4 separate regions of the Mus musculus genome follow, and regions 2, 3 and 4 are each linked to region 1. A link is a contact called in public ChIA-PET, HiCAR-type and promoter capture Hi-C data. All regions are on one chromosome and are shown on one strand. Each heading gives the region's core, a stretch centred on a gene start, on an enhancer-like site or on the middle of the called end of the contact. The rest is flanking DNA. Distances are from core to core; before and after follow the strand shown. Region 1 holds the start of Pstk (phosphoseryl-tRNA kinase). Region 2 has its middle 37 kb from the start of Plekha1. Region 3 has its middle 58 kb from the start of Cpxm2. Region 4 holds the start of Btbd16 (BTB (POZ) domain containing 16).

Evidence for each region. Promoter capture Hi-C pulls out the DNA fragments that hold promoters and counts their contacts. ChIA-PET counts read pairs in DNA pulled down with a chosen protein or histone mark. HiCAR-type assays count read pairs that join an accessible place to other places.
Region 2: an RNA polymerase II ChIA-PET map of memory CD8 T cells shows a contact between it and region 1, with 5 read pairs. The contact joins the enhancer-like site here to the promoter of Pstk in region 1. A contact is called at or near these places in 3 of 39 promoter capture datasets (the 3T3-L1 cell line and 3T3-L1-derived adipocytes) and 2 of 115 datasets of contacts at active chromatin or transcription factors (large pre-B cells and memory CD8 T cells).
Region 3: a contact with region 1 is called in a HiCAR-type map of astrocytes, with 4 times the contacts expected there. The contact joins the enhancer-like site here to the promoter of Pstk in region 1. A contact is called at or near these places in 8 of 39 promoter capture datasets (the 3T3-L1 cell line, the HPC-7 cell line, HPC-7-derived erythroid cells and 3 more), 1 of 15 datasets of contacts at CTCF or cohesin (pro-B cells), 4 of 115 datasets of contacts at active chromatin or transcription factors (astrocytes, embryonic limb bud, large pre-B cells and 1 more) and 3 of 9 other capture datasets (adipose tissue, liver and pancreatic islet).
Region 4: a promoter capture Hi-C map of embryonic stem cells shows a contact between it and region 1, with 2.7 times the contacts expected there. The contact joins the promoter of Btbd16 here to the promoter of Pstk in region 1. A contact is called at or near these places in 4 of 39 promoter capture datasets (the 3T3-L1 cell line, embryonic stem cells and trophoblast stem cells), 1 of 484 Hi-C or Micro-C datasets (cortical neurons) and 3 of 115 datasets of contacts at active chromatin or transcription factors (astrocytes, embryonic stem cells and pancreatic cancer cells).

What each region holds. Positions count from the first base shown.
Region 1 is chr7:131,369,882-131,373,382 of GRCm38.p6, forward strand. Pstk (phosphoseryl-tRNA kinase) reads left to right here and starts at 1,265. Exons shown (of 6, transcript NM_001039534.1): 1 at 1,265-1,508. The coding sequence starts at 1,293.
Region 2 is chr7:130,826,782-130,830,223 of GRCm38.p6, forward strand. No RefSeq gene overlaps it. Among named protein-coding and RNA genes, the nearest start is that of Plekha1, 37 kb to the right of the region's middle. Within about 2 kb of position 1,675, at least 51 of the 459 cell types and tissues checked have an H3K27ac peak or open chromatin away from gene starts, as enhancers often do. A contact at or near this core is called in memory CD8 T cells, where this site is marked.
Region 3 is chr7:132,210,867-132,213,970 of GRCm38.p6, forward strand. No RefSeq gene overlaps it. Among named protein-coding and RNA genes, the nearest start is that of Cpxm2, 58 kb to the left of the region's middle. Within about 2 kb of position 1,380, at least 33 of the 459 cell types and tissues checked have an H3K27ac peak or open chromatin away from gene starts, as enhancers often do. A contact at or near this core is called in astrocytes, where this site is marked.
Region 4 is chr7:130,772,106-130,775,435 of GRCm38.p6, forward strand. Btbd16 (BTB (POZ) domain containing 16) reads left to right here and starts at 1,964. Exons shown (of 16, transcript NM_001081038.2): 1 at 1,964-2,265.

The DNA.
Region 1 (3,501 bases), core at 15-2,514:
TCCCAAAATAGCCATGATTTTGTTGCCTGAAAAACCAAGGAAACTTGTGTGGGTATGGAGAAGGATGAAGAGAAGCAAATGGTTTAGGATAGGCCCTTGTATTGGGCCAATGGCAACCATGTGAGAGGAAGAGCTTTTCCTCTCCAACCAAGAGAGACAGAGAACGTTATGCACTTCATCATGCACCACACCACACTTAGCAGCCAATTCTCCTCTGGGTTTTGCTTCTTATTTTTGTTTGGTCTTTTGAGAACAGGTCTCACTCACACTGTAGCTCTGATTGGTCTTGTATTCTCTTTGTAGACCAAGCTGGCCTTGAACTTACCATGACTCTCCTTACTGCCCCTCCAGAGGCATGTACCACCCTTCTTATGTCAGCTGTAGTTCACTTCAGCACGCACTGATTTTGTTCTTGAGTGATGACTACAGTTTGAACACATCTTTTATGAATAAAAAGTACCATAAAAGCTTATTTTTCTTATACCACACCCCTCTCACACATTTTTATTTGGTAGTTCTCTGAGGTCTGTCAGTCTGTGTTTTTAGGAAGGGTAAAGAGTTTGACACAGTCTCCTGTAGCACAGGCTTGCCTCAAACTCTTGCTCCTCCTGTGTGCTGCTATGCTCCTATGCGCAGCTCCTTTCTGAGTGCTGGGATCATACCCCAACTCCAAGCTCGCTAATATTTACAAAAAAAAAAAATTCTATAATCCGAGTTTTCTGCCAGCATGTATTGGGGATAAGGATGTGCATTTCCGGTCCTATTTCTTCCCACTAGCTGCCACCTGGCAGCCCAGGACTCAGGAATATTCAACCATTGCTCCCTTCAAGCCCAGAAAGAGAGAGAGAAATATGCTGTCCTCGCTTCACCGCCTATTTGATGTCCCGCACTTTACCTTTCAAAGCCTTCCTTTAAAGGTTTCTAGTCTCTCTTTGTACAGAGGATGCCCAACGTAACCAAACCAAACAGGAAACCCTAATGGCTTGAAGGTGGGGCAGGGAAGTTGATAACATCTGGAGTAAACCCAACTCTGGGACCCTTAAAGTGTCCAGAAAGTATGAAAAGAAGCGCCAAGGACACCTGGCCTAGGGTACTAGGGTCAGGGACAGCTGACACATGTTATTCACAAGGTCCAGAGGGCCACCTGAGTAGCAGCCTGGACTAAGGCATCTTCTCTGGACTCGCATCCTCGCTTGTTGCTCCTCCTCAACGTCGCCAGAGGGCGCGGCGTGGTGCTGGGGCACTGCGCCTGCGCACCCGGCGCAAAGGTTTCTGGAGACTGCAGCAAGGGCATGAAGACCGCGGCGGCTCGTGGGGCCACTCGCAGAGACGGACAGCCCAAACTAGGACTGTGCGTCCTCTGCGGCTTGCCGGCGGCCGGAAAGTCGACTTTTGCACGTGCGCTGGCCCTCCGCCTGCGGCGGGAGCGGGGTTGGGCCGTGGGCGTCCTCTCCTACGACGATGTGCTGCCTCTTGCGCTCCCGGACTGCGATGGCACACAGCCTCGGGTCAGCATCGGGTGGGGGCGGACGGGTTTGCAGGCTCGGCCCAGGCGGTGAGGCTGTGGGTGGATCCTGCAGTGCCTGGGTGGGAAGGGAAGCCTGACCGGAGCCGGTGGCTAGGGGAGCTGGCTAGCTCCGCTCTGTAGACCTTTTTCGGAATAATATGGTCAGAGCTTTGTAGAGGTGTTTATGCCAAATTTGGTACGTTCACATACTGCATATTCTATGCAGTGGAGCTTTAAGATAAGGCCTAGCTATGTTGTCTGGGTTAGTCTCAAACTCCCGAGCTCAAGGATCACCCAGACCCCTCCCGTACAAGAGTCCTAAGGCAGAGTGAAGTTTTACATTTAGTGTACAAGGTAGACATCCTAGGCAGATACACCCTGATAATAATCCCTTGGTAGTTTCTCCGTAGCGCCTAGGACCTAGGCAAAGAAAGGGATCTTTAAAAAAAAAAAAAAAGGTTAAAACCAGAATCTGTAGGACTGGAGCTCTGTAGCTCTGTACCATTTTGGAACTCCCCATGAGAATAAAGAATACAAGTGATAAATAACAAAATTGCTAGGTCCCTCCAGGAAAGTTTTACCAAACCAAGGGCCTGGTCTGCCAATAGTATTGAAAAACGTGGTGATTTCTTGGTTGACAGCCAGGTGGAGTGATAAGCTTGAATTGTATGTGCCAAGTATATACTCCTTAATCCTTGCATTTACACCCCAGTGAGGTGCACCCCTGCTGGAAGCCGACTACATGGCAATAGAGTCCGGTCTCCAGTTGCATACTTAACTCTAAAGCAGATATCTCCTGACATCTTAAATTGTTACATTTGTTGCTTAGTGCTCAGGTGTAGAAAAGTTACATGAATTTAAGGCAAATAGGATGACTACATTTTCTAAGTATATTCAGAGTACCCGCACACAAAGATAAGTATATGCAAAGCCTCAGTGTATTTGGAATGTGGGAAACATGTATTTCTTCATCAGAAGATGCCGCTTCTGCTTTGGCTCTGAGGACAACAACAGCATTGTAATTGGGTAACTTGTAGGTAGGACTCCCGCCACGTTGGAGGAAGATAATGGTTACTGATGAGGATTGGCTTGCCTTCGCCTTTATTACTGCATTTTTATTTTCTCCACTCCCTCCCCCGCCCCCCACCCCAGGCCTTATTTGGTCAGTGTGGTTAGAAAATCTCCACCCTTTAGGCAGTGACACACATTTCCTTCTCTGGGTTAATCTGGGGTACTTTTTTGTAGATAGGGCAAGAGCAGGGCTCCTCTCCTGCCCTTTTGTATCTCCTCCAGTCTTGACTGCAGAACCACTCTCCTCTCACCATCCCTCAAAACACAAAACTACCTGTATTCTCAGGCTCCTTGTCTCCTTCCTTCTGTTTCTGCCATCTTTCCCAATCTCACAATCCAATTGTTGGCCTGAGGTCTTCAAATTTTGACCAAAGGACCTTCAAATGGACTTGTCTTACTGGTTGGTATCCCTTTTCATTCCAAGAACAAACCAACATTGGCATAGCTTAGGTTGTTTTAATCCAGCAGGATCTTGGTTGTGGCTCTTTTGGTCTCCTATATAAAGGGATTTCATTCTCATATATTCCTGCATGCACGCACCCATCCATCCATCCATTTCGGACACATTTCTAGAACACCTGTAAGGTGCCAGCCAGCCTCTGTGCTGGCGGCGGGTGGTCTGGCAGGGAGAAATATGAAGGTGCACAGAAGTACCTGGCTGATACATGCCCTGTTAGAATAGGGACAATGGACAGAATAGGGCTGGATTGCCTTCTACATAATTGAGTCTGACAACGCTTCACACAGCTCTGGGACTTTGGAAATATTCCAGGGAGAAAGGGTGCAGGAACTATAAAGACGGGAAGGTATGAGGAACGGCGTCACCTGAGAGCTGCACGTGCTTCAGTATTGTGGCGTGCAAGTTTAAATGGGAAGAGGATGGCAATAAAACAAGACAATGAGCCTACTGGCCAAAATTCAGG
Region 2 (3,442 bases), core at 425-2,924, 540 kb before region 1:
CCAGCCCGTGGATGGTGACACCCACGTTTAGGGTGGGTCTTCCCACCTCAGTTAACTTGATCTCACTGAGAAACACCGAGAGGCTTGTCTCATAGGTGATTCTTGATCCTGTCAGGTTGACAATCCCTGTTCATCATCACAGGCATCCTTTGTGGCCACACACATTCATCCAACAGCATGTCTAAGATCTGACCACAGTTGCCTGGAGGTACAGCTTACCAGACAGGCATGGAGTGAAGCTCTTTAGAAAAGTCAGTGTTGCTTACCACCAGGTTACTGAAGAATAATGAGAGAAAAAAAATAGGACGGAGGGGACCGCCGTCACTGAGGGGCTAGGCAGGGACACCCTCTGGCATGGTTTGAGGGGGCTCTTTGGGGGGTTTGTTGTTGTTATAAATGGGTTATGCAATGCATGGTTGCAAGAAATCTGTGGGTGATGCTAGAAAAGACTGCAGTCTAGAAGCTTCCATTTCTCAATGAAGCTCCTCATGGTGCCGCAAACATGCATTTGTCTTCCTTTCCAGTACCCTCAACACCCACAAAACATCAGGTTTAGGAATCTATTTTACCACACTGATAAAAAGAAGAAAAAAAGACATCCTCTAATACAGTATCAATACAGCTTCCCTAAGAAGCCCCTTCTCCCATCCCCTTCCCTAAACCCCACTACTACACACACACACACACACACACACACACACACACACACACACACACACACACACACTCTGGAGAACCATTTGTTCTAATTCTGAGAATCCACTCCTGTCCACCAGAGGGCACAGTTGACCTCAAACTTGGGAGCCAGAATTCCAGTGGCTGAAATCGGCAATCTGGAAAAACTCTGTCTTAGAGGTAACTGTCAACTTGACACAGTCCAGAGCCATCTGCGAATGGAGTCTCAACTGAGGACTTCCTAGATCAGATTGGCCTGCATGCATGTCTGTGGGTCATTGTCTTCTTTTTAGTTGATGTAGAAGGGTCCAGCCCACTGTGGGCAATACCATTCCCTGGGCAGACAGTCCTGGGTGGCATTAGAACGTTAACTAAGCGTGAGCTTGTGAATGAAGCAGCTGGTAGACGCCCTTGGTAGGTCTGGCTTTCAGGTCTCCCTTTGAGAGTCTACCCTGGCTTCTCTCAATAATGGACCTGGCAGTGTCAATCAAATGCATCTTTTCCTCTGCAAAATTACTTCTAGTCGTAGCAACAGAAATGAAACTAGAACACACACCTAGAAGCACTGGGTCCTCCTCGCTTAATGGTTAAAACCGAAACTAACACATCTGGCATGAGAGGCGACAAGTTCACCCATACCGTGTCTGAACTTGAGAAGTGTAAGCCTTGAGACAAAAAATTCTCAAGAGGCTCTCAGGAGCTCTGCTCGCAAGGTAAAGCTTCACAGAGTCGGGCTTTACCACCCATGCTTGCAGTGCCCACAGTAATGGGCATGGGCACTGGACAACACTGCATCCTATGTATGCTTCTGGAGCCAACTCTGCCTGCCTTTCTCATCATTCACCTCACCTCCCAGGCCCATGAGAAAGGAAAGGGTTGTGCTGGGAAGTTGGTCCCCAATTCACTTGGTGCACAGCAACTCTCAGGTACCAGCTGACCTAGTGTCGGCTCCTACCTCTGCCACTCACTGGCTATGTGGCTCTAGGCAGTCAGCTAAACTCTCAGCCTCAGAAGCCAACCTTACTCGTCAGTCACTTAAGCACGTTGCAAACACTCGATGAACATCGGTCCTGTTGCTCACTGGCTGCTTGGTGTCATTTTGTACTTGTTGAAGGTTGAAACTGCTGCCCTGTAGGCTTGGTTGCATCCTTCTTGGGGCCCGCTTCACCGATGTAGGATGAGATGGTTGGGCTAGCAGCTCCCTTGGGAGCAGAAGAGCAGCTGAACCCGTGAAGCGGGGGTTGTGGCAATTGGGAAGTAACTTCACCACAGGCTTGTCAGAGTGAGAATGAATTGTGGGCTGGGAGGATGGCTCAGTGGGCAAAGTGCTCGCCAGGCAAGAGTGAGAGTTGAGCTAGAATCCTCAGAACCCACATAAAAAGCCAGATGTGGCGGTGGGTGCCTGTCATCCCACTGCCGGGGAGACCAAGGCAGGGGGATCCTAGAGGTCACTGCCCAGCACCTAGCCAAACCAGTGAGAGACCCAGCCTTAAAAAAATAGAACTGGATATGGTTCTATTTTAGTCCCTTTAGTCCCAGAATTTGGGGGGCAGATTCCTATGAGTTCAGATTAAGGTCAGCCTGGTCCACAGAGTGAATTCCAGAACATATTAAGACCTTGTCTAACTGTCTTAATTAATTAATTAATTAATTAATTAAGCACACACACACATATGCAGAGGGGAAGAGGAGGAGGGGCAGAGGAGGAGGAAAAAGCATTAAAAAGTAAGAAAGATTCTTCCTCACTGTTTGTTTGTTTGTTTAAGACAGGGTTTGTGGGTTAAAAGTGTGGTCCTGTGTCCGCTCAGGCCTTGGGCAATGCAGGACTCGGAAGTTTTAACTGTGCAGACCCCACCCCAGGCACTGGGTGGGCTTCCGACTGTGAAAAGCCAAGGAACCCTGCTCTGGGGGTGGGGGAGCACAGTCTGAGTTCCCTGGGGGAATGCTGGAGTTGGCTGGGGGTCCCCGGGCCTGCAGGGAGACTGGGAACTGGGAACGTATAGCTCTCAGACTCTTGGGCACCCCAGGCAACTTGATAATGTGGAAGAGCTGAGAACGGAGTGGGGGCCCTGAGGGCTGGATCTAGCCTGGGGCCACAGGGTCCCACGAGGACGAGCGAGTCCTTGGCTTATTTGGCAGGCGGCTTGACTTGGAGTCCACGGCTGGGATCACAGAGAGGCCTCCTGCGGGAGACTGGATGCTGCTCTTCAGACAAAGGCCTGCTCCATTGCTCTGCTCAGCGAATCCCAATAAGAAGAGACAGTCCATAGGTTTTTTTGGTTTGTTTTTTTTTTTTTTTTTGGTTTTTTCAAGGCAGGGTTTCTCTGTGTAGCTCTGGCTGTCCTGGAACTCACTCTGTAGACCAGACTGGCCTCGAACTCAGAGATCTGCCTGCCTCTGCCTCCCCAGTGCTGGGATTAAAGGTGTGCACCACCGCTGCCTGGCCAGTCCATAGTTTTAAGGCATTTATTGTCATGGCAGAGAGTGACGATGTGAAAACTGTACTCCATTTTCCCAGGGCGGGCCTGAAGTTAAATACCTTTTGCAGGGAGGAGTGTCTGGGAAAGAGATTGTATTGACTAAGCTTCCAGGCCTTTAGGTACCTCATTAAAATGGAGATCTGTCTTGAGGCTACTTGACCTATGGTCACTTTTTCTACCTGTGGAGGGGCTTGGGGCGTTGCCCTTTCGTGACTCTTGGTCACAGAGTTATGGAGAGCTTCGGCCTCATGTCAGGGGCCTGGTGTCCAGGAGTGTGGCAAACTGCC
Region 3 (3,104 bases), core at 130-2,629, 840 kb after region 1:
TGAGTAGCCTGTGTGGCTCACACCTGTGCAAGGGGCTCCTGACCATCTATCTAGACCTGGAGGCAACTCTCCCCACAAGGAGCGTGGTCCAGGCTGACCATGGCTGACAGTACCAAGTCTTAGTGTTAGGATCCATTTAGTCCCCACTCTGTCAAACCAACCGGACAGGAGGAGCATCCAAAGAAGGCGCAAGCTACAGAAGATTCCTGTCGACTCTCCCAGCTGGTTCCCAAGAGAGAGGGAGTGAGTTAGGCCTAACTCCATCACCCCCCTCCCCCGCTCTCCACTCGAGAATATGCCCACTGCTCCACTCGAGAATATGCCCACTGCTCCCAGAAAAACACAATATCTCTCTGTTCAACCCTTCTACTGCCCCTGTGCCACGTGCCAGGCCCACAACACCCAACCCTCAGCTGCCCGTGAGCACGCGCCGCTTCCCCAAACTCCACTTCACCTGCTCTGCTTCTTTACAGATGGGAAACAGGTTTCCGTCTACTCATGAGCTCCTAGAGTCCCCGTGTTTTTAAGTTCCCCTTTCACAGCCTATCACAGGAGCCTCCAGACCCTGTCCCTTTCTAGTCTGAAGACATTTCTGGGGTCCCTTTTGGACGAATGATTCGATCAAGGGAGGGAGGGGCCTGTGCCCTGTCCTGTTCCCTCACACTCAGATCAAGGGGTCCTTCAGCTACCCCTACTTCCCTCCCCAGAGGGCCCACGCTCTGGCCTGCCCTCCATATCGTTCTCGGGTCTTAAGAGAGTTTTGCCACTTGCAGAGAACTCGGAACCTAAAACAGGGAGTTTGTCTATCACTAGACAGAATGAAGCCGAGATCAGGGATGAGGGTCAGGAGCCTCTGCAGCAGTTGGGGGACCTAGAGCAAGGATCTCCCTCTCGGGCCTGTTCCTGGTCTGCTAAAGAGGGAGTCAGACTAGAACCTCTCCAGCTTGACAGCCCGGCCATCTTTATGTAATTAATATTTCAGCTGACTAAGGCCATCAGTGGAAAACAGACAGAGCAAGAAGGGTAAAAACAAAAGAGGTTATGTTGGAATTCATACAGTGTGCACACCCAGGCCCTGTCCGCAATAAAGAGTCTCTTAAAATGGGGGCAGACTCAGCCAAGATCTGGTCTCTACCATTGAAGCCAAAGGGAACCTGAGCTCGTCCCGGGGGCTTTGGCTGGAAAGAGCTGGGGTGGGCCTGGTGGGGAGGGCCCTGCACAGAACCTTGAGGCCAAGCCTGGTCAACAGGGATTAGGCTCAACAAAAGAGCCTTGTGCAGTGAGGAGCCCAGCGCCTGGTTTCCTGTGCTTTGGTGACCCACACAGAACAGCATCTGATTGCATCTGGACAAGGTTTCTGTCCTTCCCATCATGCCCTGAGCCTCTCTTGGCTGGCACTCAAACCCTGCCTGTGTCTATGGCCTTTGCCCAGTTTTACCCATTCATGGAGATGTAAGGAAGACTTGGCGGCTCTCAGGAGCTCTCAGAAGCCTGGCATACCTCTGGGGGCTACTGGAATGAGCCCTACTTGTATAGAATTTCAAAGTTTCCTTCCTCTTCAAGAGTCTGGGCTGAAACTCAACCTTAGCATTCAGAGCAACAGCAGAAAACCTCCATCCACTTCCCTCCTCAGCACACAGGCACAAGAGTCTCACAGTCTGGAGTCGAAATCAAGTGCTGGGTATTGAGGCCAGCTGACCTGGGCTTGCTGGCTGGCAAACCAGGCTCAGGCTATTTCTGATTGGTAGTAGGTTAGCAAGCACCATATGCTGCACCCTATGACATCATTGTGTGGTCCACTGGCAAGTGCCAAAGGAAAACATGTCCCACAGTCTCCAAGAACTGCAGGCATCCATGCCTACAGCATCTCTCATAGATTCAGTGCTAAGCTACTTCTAAGCATTTAACAGTGGTTTAGTCTCTTTTATCATTTCCTTTTCTAAAAAAAAATTAGGTGTCTGTGGGCACATATTGCATGCATGCAATATGTGTGCCGAGCATATGGAAGGCTAGACATTGGTGTTGGGTCCCCTGGAGCTGGAGTGAAGCCATTATGAACCACTCCAAACTGGTGACAAGAACTGAAATTGGGCCCTCTGGGTAAGCAGCAAACATTCTTAACTGTTGAGATATTTCTCCAGCCCCTTCCTAACCTATACACATGCCTTTTTGTGGCAGGTTTTCCTGTAGCCCAGGCTGGCTATGTAACCTTGTTACATACACACACACACACACACACACACACACACACACACACACACTCCTTTGTGGCTTTTTAAATCAGAATGTCATCTAACTCAGGATAGCCTAAGATTCAGCAAGCTGCCCAAGCTAGCCTTGAACTTCCCTAGCATGGAGATTACAATCATACTCTACTGTACTCTACTTTAGTCCCATTTTGCAGGTGAGAAAACCAAGTCATAGAGAAGGTTGCTCCTGCATAGGATGGACTGGAGTGGAGAGTGTTGTTGGCAAGAGTTGATTCTGAGACTCACCAGGAGCTACATTTACTGTGGGAACTCAGAATGTCCTCATAAGGGCAGTGGAAGGGAGGCTGGGATCCAGCCCTGTCAGAAGATGCTGGCTTTGAGCCCCCAAGAGACAGATTCCAGTCCCTGGAATAGACTGGCCCTACAGGAAAGCCAAAGCCCAGAATTCCAGAGTTATTTTTTGGTGGGGAGGAAAGCGGCCTGCCCCTAACTGGTGGAGAGTGGGGCCGTGGAGGAGGCCAGCCCCGATTTCCTAGGGGATTTGGGGAAACTGCATGTAGCTGGTGGAGAGGGAGCATCCCAGCACATTCCCAGGCCCAGCCCGCCCCCTGCTGGCCATAAGGGAGAACACAAAACGTCAGCTGCCAGCAAAAGTGATCTACGGTTTCAACTCCAACTCAATTTGAAAGGTTGGGAATTGAGTGTAAATTTGTGTCATTCGTTCCAGCTACTCAGTGAATGGAGACCTTTCCTTTTCTGTCCATTTGCCAATGAAATCGCTGCATGGGAGGAACTAAATGTGTGGAATATTCCAGTCACAGCTTGGGGTAGGAAGATGAGTATCAAGATTCAAGGATAAACAAGCTGGATTTTAGCAGCCCCCTCCCCACTCCT
Region 4 (3,330 bases), core at 714-3,213, 600 kb before region 1:
CTGCTGGGGATGCTCTGCTGTGAGTGAGAGGTTGTGGGGGACAGCCGTGTTGGCTCCTCCAGTATCTGCCTTACTGAGGGACGGAGCCGTGTGTGTTTCCAGTCCCTTGGCTTCTCCTTTGGAACTCTGAGGGGCTGTGTCAACACAGAGGTATGAGACTGAGGTAGTCCTTCCCCACAGGGGAAGGGATGGGCAAATATGGCCATGGCCTTCTTTTTCTGTGCTTTAGAGTCCTCCTGTCTCAGCCTGTCTTCTGATATTACAGGCTGTTCCACACCAGATATCTGTGCTCTTCTGAGGCATAGTGGGCTACCGTATGATTCTTTTACTTGTTTGCTTGTTCGTTTTAATAGACTGGCCTCAAACTTCCTCTATAACCATGGGTGACCTTGAACTCCTGCCTCAACTTCCCAGTGTTGGGAGTGTAGGTCTGCAGCCCACAACCCGTTCCAAGAAGATTATTTTTCATTTCTTGTGAGATAATTCATCTATCTTTTTTTATGGCCTGGTTGGAGGTTCATTTACTGTTTTGACTGGGCTACACTTCCCTCTCCACAGTCTAGTTGTGTGTGTGTGTGTGTGTGTGTGTGTGTGTGTGTGTGTGTGTGTGTGTTCACTCACATGAACAGCCACCTCTCTGTCTTCATAAGCTGGCTCTATATGGGGAAGTCCTTTGCCAACCACACTCAGTACTCACTGTGGCCTCACAGCACATTTCTGGAAATGTATCTTTGCCTGAGCATGCACACACGGCCTCGCCATCAGAGGAGCTGCTCTGTTCCCTGTAGGAACTTGCTCACCTTCTCCCTCTGGGAGACTAAGCAGGTGCTGTCAGAAGCCAGTCCCTCAGGATCCAGAACACACCAGGTGGGGCAGAAAGCAGCCCCCTGAACATTGGCCTAAGGCTGGCATGGTGGCTCTGCCTCCCACCCTTCTGTTTCCCTCCCATAGGGGTGGGTGGACAACATCGCCAGCAAGTGGATGCCACCAGGTAGAACTTGCAGGGAAAGCAGCTAGACTTCCTGTGACATTGCTTGTGGCCAAGGCCACATGAAGTCCATGCTAACTCCAGCGATTCAAGAAAGTTTCCATTTCTGTGCATTTGACTTTGGCTTACAGCTCAGCTCTGGAGCGATCCATGGCGCAATCTAGCGGGGAGCTGAAGGCTTCTAAACCAAAGGCTTCAGAAAGGGATCAATACAATCAAGGTCAAATGTTGGGCTCAGGGGTGGTAAGGACTGTGGCTCCCTGGGACACTTTCCCAGTGTGGCCAATAGGAGGCGCTCAGGGGTTGTCTTTTAGCCAGTAGCCCCAGTAGTACCAGAAATAGTATCCAGAGGGCAGGTATGATATCAGGAGGGTCAGGTTCTTGTATTTCAAACACCTTAATTCAAATCCTGTGTTAAGCCTCTATTGGAGAGAAAGTTTACATAGGGGAAGTCTGAGGTAAAGGGAAGGGCAGAAGTAACAGGGCAGACCTGTACTTCAGAGCTTTCGCTGAGGCACCTCCTTCCACACACACTATCACGCCATCATCGTGGCACTGGGCTAGGAGGGAAGCGACAGACCAGACTCCAGGTTGGAGAGCAGACAGTGTGTATCTGGTGGTATGGGAAGTGCGGCAAAGGCTCTCCAAGTGTGTGTGTGTAGCTCGCTCCCCTGCAAAGGAACATAGCCCAGTTGCAGGTTTGCACTTTGAGACCCTAATGTCTGTCAGAGGGCTGGCTACACTACCCACCACTTTCTCCCACATCAAGAGACACAGTTATCAATAAGACACATTATCAATAAGGCACAGGAATGGGGGAGGGGATACACACACACAAAAAATATTAATGTAGAATTAATTAAGGCTAATTTTGGACATGGAATTCAAATTACTTTTGTTGCGAAAATATTTTGGCAGCCAGGCATGGTTATGCTAGTGACAAACTGTTTTCTGATAGCCCTGTCACCCCTCAGCAGAAAGCCTGAAGCCTCAAGCTGAGATAACACCAGAACCCGGAACAGGAAGTCCTTAGAATCTGACTGCTGTTGCCATGGTACCCACAACTACCCCCAGGAAGCCAAAGGCAGGCTCCCCCAGCAAAGCATCGCCGTAGGAGAAGGGGTGAGCCCCAGGTGTCATGAGAGCGTTCAAGATTCAGGCTCAGAAGGTGCCCAGCCTCCAACTCTCCCTTGGTTCCGAGACCAGTGCAACCAGCACCCCTCTGCTTCACTCTCAACCTCTGTGACCGTCCCCGTGGGCAGCAGGACTGCAGAACTGTAAGTGGGACTGGTACCTCATCCACAGCCGAGACCAAGGGGTCACCCAGTGATGGGAGCTGTTTGCACATAGCTCCACCAGGGCAAGGAGGCATTTCAGAGGTTCCTGGCTGGGAGCTGAAGGAGGGTCACAGACAGCTTCCTCACCAGAGGACCAAGGGAGCAACAACTAAAGCCCACAGAGGGCACAGCTCCCAGTGAGACAAAAATAAAAATACATTTCAGTGCTACTAAGATACTCCTGGGGTTCAAGGTCAGCCAGGAAGACTCTTGTGTAAAAGAAACAGGAGCTAGAGCCAGGCATGGTGGCGTAGGCCTTTAATCCCAGCACTCGGGAGGCAGAGGCAGGTGGATTTCTGAGTTCGAGGCCAGCCTGGTCTACAAAGTGAGTTCTTCTCTACATAGAGAAACCCTGTCTCAGAAAAAAAGGAAGAAAGGAAAGAAAGAAAGAAAGGAAAGAAAGAAAGAAAGAAAGGAAAGAAAGGAAAGAAAGAAAGAAAGGAAAGAAAGAAAGAAAGAAAGGAAAGAAAGGAAGGAAGGAAGGAAAGAAAGAAAGAAAGAAAGAAAGAAAGAAAGAAAGAAAGAAAGAAAGAAAGAAAGAAAGAAAGAAAGAAAGAAAGAAAGAAAGAAAGAAAAGAAAGAAAGAGGAGCTAGGCAGCCACCTCTGAACTGAAATGACCTTTTTTTCTATGGAGGGCCCTGGCAGGAACATTTCTTCATATGCTGACCAGCTCTGTATGAAGTCTGCCTGGAACCCACTCCTCTCTCCTTAGAAGCTTCTGGGCCACGATGAAGATGCAGAGCTCATATGTGGAAAGTTGGCCAAGGGTTTTAGCTGGAGAGGTGCAGGGTCCCTCTGACTTCTGTGTGAAAAACAGGTCAGAGAAGCAGCTATGATTCCAGCCATGAACAAAAGTATGTGTGTGTGGAGGGGGCAGTGTGTGTGTGTGTGTGTGTGTGTGTGTGTGTGTGTGTGTGTGTGGTGTGTGCTATGTGCTGTGTGGTGTGGTGTGTGTGTGCTATGTGCTGTGTGTGTGTGTGTGAGATGTGCAGTGTGGTGTGTGG